Regions from separate parts of the Cyprinus carpio genome. Here region 2 is linked to region 1. Evidence: chromatin contacts called from public Hi-C data. All regions are on one chromosome and are shown on one strand. The core of a region is the stretch at or near the end of the contact, and the rest is flanking DNA. Distances in the headings are between cores, read along the strand shown. Region 1 holds the start of LOC109076527 (hypermethylated in cancer 1 protein-like). Region 2 has its middle 71 kb from the start of LOC109076527.

Region 1 (6,069 bases), core at 2,211-4,710:
ACCATTTTGCTTATAATTTGAAGGTAAGAGTGTGGAAAAGAGCGTATCATGCGCTACAGCTTCCTCTTCCACAGCTTGTCTTATTGCGCTCATATTCTCTCGCGCGCTCCAGCACACGCAGCTCTAAATATTCATTCATTAATACCACTAGGAGGACAGCTCTCCATCCCCTATATGTGGCCTCCATGGTCAGGGACGAGATAGAAATATTCTAGCCACATATCACAACATCTATATCTGTTTTATGTTCTGTAGTCTACCTTAATAATCCTTTGGATAGAATATAGTAAAGAAAGATAGCCTACAGTTGATAATCAGAAATTTCTAGGCAAGTGATTCACACAGTGTCGCTATAAGCATGTTACACTTTTAATTAAATTTGTAAATTAAAGTGAAAAATAAAAAGAACTACTAGGCCTATAATATACTATAAATATCAAGCCATAAATTTACATCTTTGTGGTTTTACAAAAATGTTTGTTTGACGCTTTATAAAGCACAACCTGTGTAATTATCTCAGTCCATTAAATCATTTAGTTTTCTATGAAGAAATTACATTGTTTAGAGCTCGTCTTATAAACGTGTGGAAATGTTTAAACAGAGTATCCTTTAAAACACTATAATTGTGCATTTACGTTCAGACTGCATTTGCATGCAAGACACAACATATCTGTCTTTAAAATCTAATCATTCTTTTTAAAGTCAAATCAGTCGTATGTGAAACACCATGAATTCTCATTTAAGGCTGAGAGCGCAGTCACTGTGATGACCACACCGCCATAAGAAATCACACAATCACCAGATCACTGTGTACTGCAACACTTTTGGACTCATAATGCGATTACAAAATTGACTAGTCCCCAGTTCACACACACACACACAATCAAAAAAATTCTATATATTTTAAAACGTAATTTCTCCAACATATAAGTATTTGCATTTTGAAAATAATCGTGTTGATACAGTAGAATATAATAATAAAATGTGCAAAAAGAAAGAAAGAAAGAAAATAAAAAAGAAAGCCAAACAATCGGGTCTTAATTTGTAAAGTTTATCCAACCTCAAATGATTCAAAAAAAAAAAAAAGATTCAACAGTTGCTCGGATTATTATTATGTCTATCTAGATAAATAAAGTGTTGATAAAGAGGCTATACTTAAAATGTTAAGAGCATTGAACGTTACCTGGATGCCCGATCTCTTCTGCCATCCGATCTAAGTCTCCCTTAATGATCATCTCAACAGTCTTTTGGAGTCATTTCTGACGTTTCAACTTTGAACTGCCAGCCTCCCAAAAACCATGCCAGTTTTCCGAGCACGACTGCCAACTCTTTTTATTATTAATTGCAATGAATTTTGTGTTGCTCACCCTCCCTCTTGCTCTCTCTCTCCTCCCTCTATCTCTCTCGCTCACTCACTCACTCCTCCAATAAAAATACGTCCGTACTCCTGCATAAGTTTTCCTCGTTTTTTGTATGTTTTGTAATATCCTTGGCTATTTTTGCATGGACGTAATAACGCGACTGGAGATGATAATGGGCTTCTGGGCTTCGCGAGGGTTTTAGCGCCTAGTGTGATGTCAGTCTACAATAAAACTAAAAGGTAAAATCGAGGGCAGGAACTGACAGTGACCCCAACTTGAACTTCTCAACACATCGACGCTTAGTCTTAAAGAGACAGGCGTTTTATTGTATATCACAACATATGGTACGTTAAGGAGTAGCTCTTGACTTCTTTAATACGGATGATGGTGACCATAACTTCTGTATAGAATTCATTATAATGTAATCCAGGAAAATAAATAATGTGTCTGCACATCCTTGTCTGTACCTGCGAATGCTTACAAACAAATACTGGTTACCTTTTGCATAAAACTGATTTTATTTCAAATTTAATTAATTTAATACAGTTGGTTGCACAACACTTACAAAAAAAGTACTATGATTTTAATATGATACCATGGTTCTACCTTTAAGTATATGAAAATAACAGAATATATCTCAGTACCTTAGTATTATTATTATAAATTTATTTTATTTTTTGTACAGAAACTTAGATGGTAAACAATGCTCTAATATCAAACAATTAGTTGCAAACTTAACATTATAATTGTAATGTTTCCCATACAATTGTTTTCAAATTAAGAGTTTTAAAATACTTTTAAGCCAATTTAGTGGCGTATCAGTAGCATCAGTAGGCTATTATCTGTCTGTAATGACACAATTGCTTACTTTTACACTGACATTTATCCCTATTTTTTTAGACAGAAAAGGTGGAGAAATTATGCATAATCTGCATCACACAACACTGTGTAGGCTAGTTATATGGCATGACTACACCACTGGAATTTTTGTAAGTTTCAGTAAAAGATAGGCCTATATGTCATCTTCCTTAATTTAGTTAATTGTTTATTTTGAAAATTAAAGCTGAAGTAAGATTATTCTATACATTAAAAACAAGTATGAACGTCAGTTTGTCATGGCTTATTGCAGCGACTTTTAATGTACACTCATAATGAAAGTTTGTATTAGAACCTAAGATCACTTTTTCTCTAGTTCTTTAGAAAACCTTATGTATACTTGTGCTTTAAAAAACAAAACCCAATACACTGATCTGAAGAACTTATAATGTCAAATCAATAACTTTTTAATCTACAAAAAGCCCTATTCAATACAAGAACTAACGTTTTCTCATAAGGAGAGGGTCCATTGCTGAACTTAGGAACTACTGAAGAACCTTTATTTTAGAGAGTGTATTGGCTATTGATCGGTTTTGTTTTTAACAGCTATTCACAGACGAAATTAAATAGGCTATGTAATAGAGTTATTCTGGTTGGTGACAAGTTGATAAGTATCTTGTTTGATATAAAATTTCGGGATGAAAACATTTTAAGATATTTTGTTTATATTTAGATGCATAATAAGTGGTATTAAAAATTCGACTAAAAAGAGCAATATGTCACATCTCCAGCTGTCCAGACATGCCTGCAGCACGAGCGCCAATTATCATAATCTATCAGGTAAGTATGTTGGCTGGCGCTCACTGCGCACACCTGAACGCGCAGCAGGTAACTCACACGCTACATGCATTAACACAATCTCACCTCGGATTCATGTCTGATGCTCCTGCCGATATTGACTTCCCCTTACGGGATTCCCCTGTCCACAGATCCCCAATCGTCTAAATTCCTCTTTAAATGGTCAACTTTTCCCGGTGTTCCCGGCTTCTTCCGCGTTGTCCCTTGTCCTTTACCCCTCTCCCCTTCTCTCTCCCTCTCCTCGTTTTAGACTGGATCAGACGCTTGAGAATCTGGATGGACTCTGATTGGCGTTCGTCTCCAGACGCAGCGCAGGCTGCGCGTGCAGCGACACCTAATGGTGCACATTACAGTGCCGGCGGCAGAGCGCACGAGACAGCGGAATACATTCATAATAAAATGGAAATGAAAAGTGGCATAATTTCTGACCTAACATTAAGCTATTGTTTTGTTAGATGAGTAATGAAAGAAATGAAGTATTTGAAATTAGCTATAACACTGGAACGAAACAGAACTAATGTGAAATTCACATGCCCAAGTTGATTGTTTAATGTAGTAATCTCCATTAACTTTTTCATTTTCTTTTTAATTTTTAATTCAGCACGTCGGCACAATAAAGCTTTTTTTATAGCTCTTTTTTATTCCTTGATTTTTCCACTCCACAATGCTGCTGGTTTTATAATAAATTTTTTCACCTTTTTATTTATTTATTATCATTTATAAAAATTATTTATATAAATATTTTTTCTGCTATGCATCAGAATTTGTTTTTGTTATGTGTTGTAAGCACATGAATAATTTTTTTTATGGGAATATTTTGTTTTAAAATTCTTTGGGACTTTTCTGATTAGAGAGAGTATTTTATGTTTTAGAAGGCTTTCATTCATGCATAATCTTGCTGCACACAGTCTAAACAGTAGCTGCTTATTAACCAGTCATGAAGTGCTTGCTATTTCTTGTGTGAAACATGGCAACTATACACTGTCAGTCTGACTAATGGATTTCAGACAGATATTCCCATGGTGTCATGTTTTGTCATTATTTTTGCTATCACTTTGTGGCGTCCTGTTTGTTGTGGATTGCTGAGATAAAAGTGTTTTTTCGTCGGGCATTCACCTGGCAGAAGCCTTTTCATGTCACAGCCTGCCCCTCAGGCCCTTGAATTACTCTAACAGCAGACTGTTTCCCATTCTCTCTCCTGAAATGACTGTGGTTCTGTTCAAGATGCTTTTTAATTTTAATGGTCAAAGCCATAGCAGTCTGGCTTTACTGAGGAGAACATATTGTCTTTCACTTCCAGTTTCTCATGATGAACTTATGATAACCTCAAAAAACAGAGATAGGCAGAACTAAGGACAGATCAGGGTACAAACAGCACCTGGATATTTTTCAGTTCACTTTTAATGTTGGTATAAAATTCTCTGCCCATATGTTAGAGAGAAACAATAGGTATTATTTGCTCGAAATAGATCAGTTGTTAAATATAATTGCTTAATTTGACCCCTGTGACTCTCTGACCTTGACTCATGTGACATCAAAGTCATGTGGCTCAGTTATGTTTATTGTTTGTTTACTGGCTCATTAGATTTGCCAACATCAGCTCTTTCACTTTCTTAAGGACACATTGGGTCTCTTTCATGCAACATGAGCAGAACAAATTTCTAATTGTTCACTAAACCACTCCTACGTTAATTGTCACGTTCAGTTCACATAAGGAAGACTTTCTGAATGATTTACATACAAATTCATTCTACTCGTGTTTCATGAATGAGGCCCAGTGTGTGCACAAGCAAAATGTGAGTTCTGTATGTTAAAGTGAAGAGTTTAGACACAAATTTGCGATAAAAGAGGATGTGAATTTAAAGATCTCAGCAAGTGAAGACGCACTGTAAACTCTATTAGGAGCTGATCTGAATTCCTAATGAGCCAACAACAGGTGAATGTCTGGTGTTTACAGTGATTAAGTGAATGAAAGCTGTGCTAAAAACGTTAACCAGGCCTGCCACTGGATCACAGAGCACACTTGCACAACCACTGACACTTAACAATCAGCCATCACCTCTTACATAACACACCTACTTTGGTTTATTTGTATGTGAACATGTGTATGTCCGAAATATGTGTGAAAATGTGACAGGTATGTGTATGCAAGAGATGGAAAGATTGCAAGAGACCTGAACAAATTTTGTTTTAACAAGTGGGATGTTTATGTGGTGCGTGTTAAACTTTATTGGCCGTGTGCATGAGTGATATTGGTCTGTAAGTGGGTCTGTGAGACTGCAGAATAATCTGAAGAACGCCTGACTTGGGACTGAAGCATCAAGTTTATGTATGCATAGGGAATGACAAATAGCATTCACCTCAAGTTAATATAACATTGTTGTTATCAAGCATAAAGCCTACAGCTAGATTACGGTCCTGCGAAGCCCAAAGGCAACAGCGTCACAGCATCACTGTGGGATGTAACAAATAACAATAAATCATCTTGAATAGATTAATCATAATATAAAGTCAAAATAAATAAATGAACATTTAGAAAATTGTAAATCATTATATAGAAATTACATAAAGAATGTATACATAATAATATAAATAATATGAATGATTAATAAACAAACAATACAAACTATGTAAAAAGTATGTAAATCAATAAAGTAATATATAGAAAATAAACAATAATATATAATTATAACAATAACAAAATTAATTCACGAATAATAATATAAATGAATTAGAAAATAAATTAGTAACTATAAATGTAAACAAATACATTAAAAACTAATAATTGATAATAACAAAAATTTATAATGATTGATCATATAATTATTACAATTGAACAAAATAATTAATATATAATCATATAAAATATATAAATACTACAGAATACTAATTAATACAAATATTCATAAAAATCAATATATTTATAAATAAATAATTTAAAATTATAAATTATATTATAAAATTATAAATGAATAAAAGTTATTTTACAAAAGTAATTTTCTCATAATCATAATTAAATTAAATTAAAAAGTAG
Region 2 (6,069 bases), core at 1,587-4,086, 71 kb before region 1:
GAGCAGAACTGGACACCACTGTCCTAGATGGTTTTAGACAGTCTGCACAGTAATGCCCTCTCATAAAAGTTGCATCTTTAAGTTCTTAGTCAGTAGAAGCCTTGTGGTAATTACATCCATACACATCTATACACAAGACATCTTTGGCCAAATGGCTTCCAAATTTCAAAAACTCCTCTATAGACTGCTTCAGTCTGTTCCATCGCATTGCATCTACACTCTCAGAAACAGTGTGCAAAAATGTTAATTTAAGAGGTAAAACAGCTTGTCACTGGGGCACTACCATTGAAGGTCATCTTTGTAACTTATTTACCCCTAAAAGGTTCATAGTAATACTTTTAAGGTAGAGGTAAATGGGGTACAAAGTTGTACCCTTCAGGGTACTTTCTCAGTGACAAACTCTTGCACGCCTAAATTTTTTTGTGACAGTGAAGTCGTTTTTGAATGCAAGATTACAAACTGCCTAATTTTTGTTTGTAGTTTTGCGCATCCCTAATTGTTTTGACATACTAAAATTCATTGTTGTCTCCCACTGAGGGTAGAATTTGGGTCACGGAAGGTGAAGCAATTTGGTAGACTTGAATAAAGACTGCATATGACCCTGTCTAGTGGCTATACTGACCACAAGCTTGCCAGAAAATAGTCTTGCAAATATGTAAATAGGAGGTCTTGGAAAGATCATCTTTTTCCCTCAAAATGTGCAATGCTTACTAGCACAAGGGATTGAAGGAGGAGAGAAAACAACCCAAGGACTCCATATAAGGGCCTGTTTGGGCTCTGGCACCATTCTCCCTGTCAGTCTCCTGTATTGGGTCAGTCCCCTTTTAATTGGGACCCACAAAATGTTTTACACCAATCTGCATTGCAACTATACAGATCTCACATAAACTGCACCCTTACACTGTTTATCATGATATGCACACAAACAAGTACACACTATGCACGCGCATTCACAAGAGTCTTATCAGTTGCAAGGCCAACCTGCTGACACTCAAAACGTTTAGTGAAACCATCACCTCTGCTGCGGTGTTTGTGGCTGGCTCATATCTGTAGTTCCCCACCCACTACCCTACAGTGCCCCAGCTGAACTCAACGTGCCCTCTTTTGAGGTGATGATAATAAGAAGGAAATACTGCAGAAAAAGCAGAAACCTCACTACTTCTCATTTTCCATGGTGCTACCTCCCTCTTTGGTATGTGTGGTTGTTCAATGTTGAGTATGTGTGTGTGTTGTTCAATGGTTATTAGTCCAGGGCTGGCTGGTTTGTGGGTACTGGCCTGTGATTTTGCTCTGAGCAGAGACAGTGTGTAAAGATGGCTGCCACACTGAGACATACTGGCACCAGTAGGGCAGAGTTAGTTCCTCTTGCCATGCAAAACAAGGAACCAAGACATTGTGTGTGCGCGTCAGTGTGGGTTAACTTACTTTTGACTTTTTGACCATTTAAATCTGCCTGAACATTTGCTTTAGTCAAGAACCGTACTGTTCATTAACCAGATTAAATCTAGCCCGTTTGGATTATTACAGTTTATTGGCTTTCGTGATGCTGATTGTGATGAAAAGGAAATGTGTAATAAACTCAAGAATCTCTGTGCATAACATAGCCAGACCTTTAGTAGAGGGCAAAAAGTTCTTATTTTACAGTTGTGCAGATTATTCTCAATAAGCAATGGACACAAAAGTAGCCATCTGATTCACATGTCAATCAATCATGGATCAATTTGTTGTTTGGTATGGTTTGCTAGGGTCATCTGAGAGTTCTTACACATTTTACATTAGATAGATAGATAGATAGATAGATAGATAGATAGATAGATAGAACGAACGAACGAACGAACGAACGAACGAACGAACGAACGAACGAACCAGCAAACCTTATAGTACTTGGTGAACTAGTTTTACCAAAAAGATCATGCTGGTAGATCAGCATTTTTGGTCCAGCTAGACTAGGCTGTTAGCTAAATAGTATGCCATGCTGCCCTCTGGCCCAGATGTGAGGAGGATGCCACCAGGATGAGCTGGCAATGAGGAGGCTGATTGCTTTTTCAAGTTTCTGCTTCTTCAGGATGAGGAGGAGGGTTCACTTCCTCCCCCTGCCTCCCTGCAGCTGGTATTGTTCTCCGGGCACTTTAACCCCCGCTCCCCCAGTCCCAGTCGGCTCTCCATCTTCCATCCTTCCCTGGAGCTGGCAGCAGAGTCTGGGCACTCTCCAAAGCATTGGCCTCAACCCCAACAGGATGTGGAGCTCAGCATTTGTGTGTGTGTGTGTGTATGTACATTTCTGTTCTTTTTTCCCTTCTCATTTTTTTTCTCTGATTTTGTGTCTTGGCTGACTTTTTTACCTCTCGAAGAATTTGGAAAGGCAATGAGATTTTTTTTTTTCACCATGACATTCAGCACAGCTCTTTCTCTCTCACTGTGTGCCTGCTGTGGCTTCACAGTAATAGATTTCATATGTTGCTGCAGTTGACATCAGTCTTAAACTATTTTACATGTGATCTACAATATTTCCTGAGGAAATCTGTCAGATATTTATTAAGGGCTAATAAAATAAACCTCTGTTGTTTTCTCTCTTTTCTTTCTCTTGTCCCTTTTCTTTCATTTGTTACCTCGTCCCTTCCTCATGTAGTAGGTCTGGAAGGAGGAGTGATTGTATTATTGGCATTACTCATGCTTTCAAAAGCTTCTTTTTTAGGAAACGGTTTCCTTCTATTCATAAGATGAGCTGCTGGTCAGGCCTAGGGTGAGTTTGTATGTGTCTGGGTGAGGCCCTGTCCATATCTCACTTCTCTTTCCCTGTCTCCGGTCATCTTTTCCCTCCTCTTTCTATCTCTGTCACTCCCACTAGCGCTCTGCTGCTTTTTCAGACTGACACAGTGCAGTGAAAATGCCTGACACTCTGCTACGTCTGACTCCATCAAACATAACAATTTAATGTAGGACTGTGACAGTGAATCAAACCATGTAATGCTTATGCACAGAGGACTTGTATTTTACCTTATAAAGACATTTTGCACTTTCATAGGTCAGCCACAGTACAATTGCTTATTGAAAATATAGCGTGAAGACACAAATTGTATTATTTTGAACGAGATGCAAGTTTACAAGAACAAACCTTTTTCAATGTATTGGTCTTCATATTGACGTTTTTGTAGTAGAAGTAGTAGTAATTGAAGTAATAGTCGTGTATTTGATATGGAAAATTTAAATATGTGCACTACTGTATGTGTACATGTGTAATATGAATATTAGTAGACATGGTAAGGTTTTATAAAATGTAAAACAGGTGTTCTGTGCAAGTCTGATACTGACAACTTTAAATCTGTCTGCTACCATGGACTTTCGTTTGTCCATGTTAATATTTTTGCATGTTCTTATTTTGTCCTAATGCTTTTTTGATCATTTAATTATTTTTATTACATCTATACATTCTAAAATATATACATTTATATTTTATATTATAATTCATAATGAATTACCCACTGTATCAATTAAGAGTGAAGAGGTAAAGATATATTTTATCATCTATCTCTATCTATCTAAACTGGTTTTAAAAAATGTAAACTTATTTACATTCTCACCCATATACTCACTTCCTCAAACAGTGTTAAATATGCCCACTAGACATTATATGTTTTTAAGCTCAAAAACAAATGTGAATAATAAAAAGTGCAGTATATTAAACAGCCCAGAAGTCTGCATTATCCTTTATGATAAATAGTCAATCAAAATAGCAATCCTCCCAGTGGGTTGTTATGAGATAATTCAACCCATTTTCATAGTGAAGTTATTGTCCTTCTTTTGCTCATGAATGTACCATATGTCATAAATCACATCCGTTATTTGTTTTTCATGTTATTTTTTCCCCTCCTCATTGCCTGGAACAGCAGTGATGGAAAACAAACACATCAGCACTTGGCATTATGAACCTTCAAATTGCCCTCTCTTTCTCCTCCCCTCACTCTCTCCTTCCCTTTCATCCTGTTTCCAGCTGCACACCCATCTCACTCTTTCTGGGGTTCCCTGGCTGCAGTACCCATAATGCACCATAAGACACAACACCCACACCAAGCCCTCGCTAATCTTTATAGCATAGCCAAGACGCAGCAAGAGGAGGAGAGCGGCAGGGGATTGGTGATGGGGCAAATACTTTCTCTGCGTCACTTTGGGCCCCTGACCAAGAGCAAGGCCAGAGGCCCCCACCAAGAGGGTGAGAACGAACGAAAGATCTCACCACATAGACAAGAAAGAACAACAGACGGATACATATTTTTCTGCCATCCTGTACTTGCTTTTTTTAGCTTATTTTATTTATAATTTTTATATACAAAATTACATATGATTATATTTATTTTACATTTATTTCCTTTTTATATTACATTTAGATTACTAGAAGTTTACCAAAATTATCAAAAGTTTGGGGTAGGTGGGATTTGTTTAATGAAACCATCATATGCTCAGCAAGGCTGAATTTATTTAAACAAAATTACTGTAAATAGCCATTTTTAATAATGTAATTTATTCCTGTGATGGCAAATCTGAATTTTCAGCAGCTGTTACTCCGGTCTTCAGTGTCGCATGATCTTCAGAAATCATTTTAATATGCTGATTTTGTGCTCAAGAAACATTTCCTTATTATCATCAATGTTGAAAAAAGTTGTGCTGCTTAATGTATTTGTAGAAACTGATCCATTTTTTCTCAAGATTCTTTAAAGAATATGAAGTTCAAAAGAATATAGCATTTATTTGAAGTAGAATATTTCTGTAGTCTTTTTTTTTTACTGTAATTAAGTAATTTATTTAAGTATGGTATTGTTTTTGCCTCTGCAATGCTGCTTTACATGCTATGCTACAGTACATTAAAATTTGACCAAAATGTAGTATAATAAAATAGCATGGCTTTTGAAACATGCGCTACACAGCGACAACGCCTTAAAATTCTGCCTGTGTAGGCATCTTAGTAGGTTTCAGAACATAGCAAAGAGAGATTGGAGATAGGGCACGGGTGCCTGTTTGTCGGGCGGAGTGTCTGTGTGTCAGTCTATGGGGATTTATGTGTTTGTTTGTATCTATGTCCCGACTCTGTCACTTCCGTAATGTGTTCCACATTTTCGGCTGTCATACAGACTGAATCACACAGCACCCATAGGAAAGATTACCCAACCCCACCCCTCCCCTCCTCTTTAATGGCTCAGACATATCTCTGTCACACAATGCAAAATAATTATATTTTTACTTAGTATTTTTGTCTTGTTTTCCATTACAAATATCTAAAATTTCTTAAATCATAATCTGTTTACTTTAGAAGGAAAATTACTTAAGATATTAAGTCTTGTTTTGTGAAAAATGTGTCAAATTAAGTGACTTAATTCTTAAAGGGGTGATTCACTACTGGCAAGATGGGGTTTTAATACAACTTGACTATAGAAATATGATTTTTCTACATGTCTAGAGAAAACAGAAAAATGGCTGCAGCAAAAAAAAAAAAAAAAAAAGAGGAAAACCTCAACACCCATAATGCATTGGGCTTGGTTAGACTGTGTGTGGGCATACAAAAATGTGGAAGTACAATCTGTAGTTTTCACCAAAGCCTGGATTTGTCAAAAGTCCACCTGATGATGCCTTTTATGTCATCTGGTGAACTTTTGCTGGCATTGTGCATATCTTGGTGTGAATAACACAAAAAAGAATACACATTGTTCATTTACTTATACTACTGACACTGTAACAATACAAAGCTGGTTGAAAATCGTTGAACTTACCATTTAAAACAGGAATTTTTTTTTTTTTTTTTTTTTTTTTTTTAACAAGAATTATGCTTCTATGTATTTCAGGATTTTTAAATATTTTTAATTATGAAAGCCTGTTTCTGCCATGGAATATAAATCAATAAATACCAATTTGCAGGGGGGAAAAAGTCAGAATTGCTTTATATATAAACTAGTCTCACAAGTTAAATCTCACAGAATTGCAAATTTATATCTTGCAATTCTTACTTTTTCCTCAACAGGTTGCAATTACCTTTTTTATCCTGTGGTGGAAGCAAGCTTCCATATGTAATGGAAAAGA

What was found. Hi-C and Micro-C count contacts between places; a contact is called where the count stands out from the background.
Region 2: a contact with region 1 is called in a Hi-C map of skeletal muscle, with 6 times the contacts expected there. The contact joins the enhancer-like site here to the promoter of LOC109076527 in region 1. A contact is called at or near these places in 7 of 8 Hi-C or Micro-C datasets (liver and skeletal muscle).

Annotation. Positions count from the first base shown.
Region 1 is chrA15:16,315,496-16,321,564 of ASM1834038v1, reverse strand. It overlaps LOC109076527 (hypermethylated in cancer 1 protein-like), which reads right to left and starts at 3,460. Exons shown (of 2, transcript XM_042771238.1): 1 at 3,102-3,460.
Region 2 is chrA15:16,386,043-16,392,111 of ASM1834038v1, reverse strand. No RefSeq gene overlaps it. Among protein-coding and RNA genes, the nearest start is that of LOC109076527, 71 kb to the right of the region's middle. Within about 2 kb of position 2,836, at least 1 of the 8 cell types and tissues checked has an H3K27ac peak or open chromatin away from gene starts, as enhancers often do. A contact at or near this core is called in skeletal muscle, where this site is marked.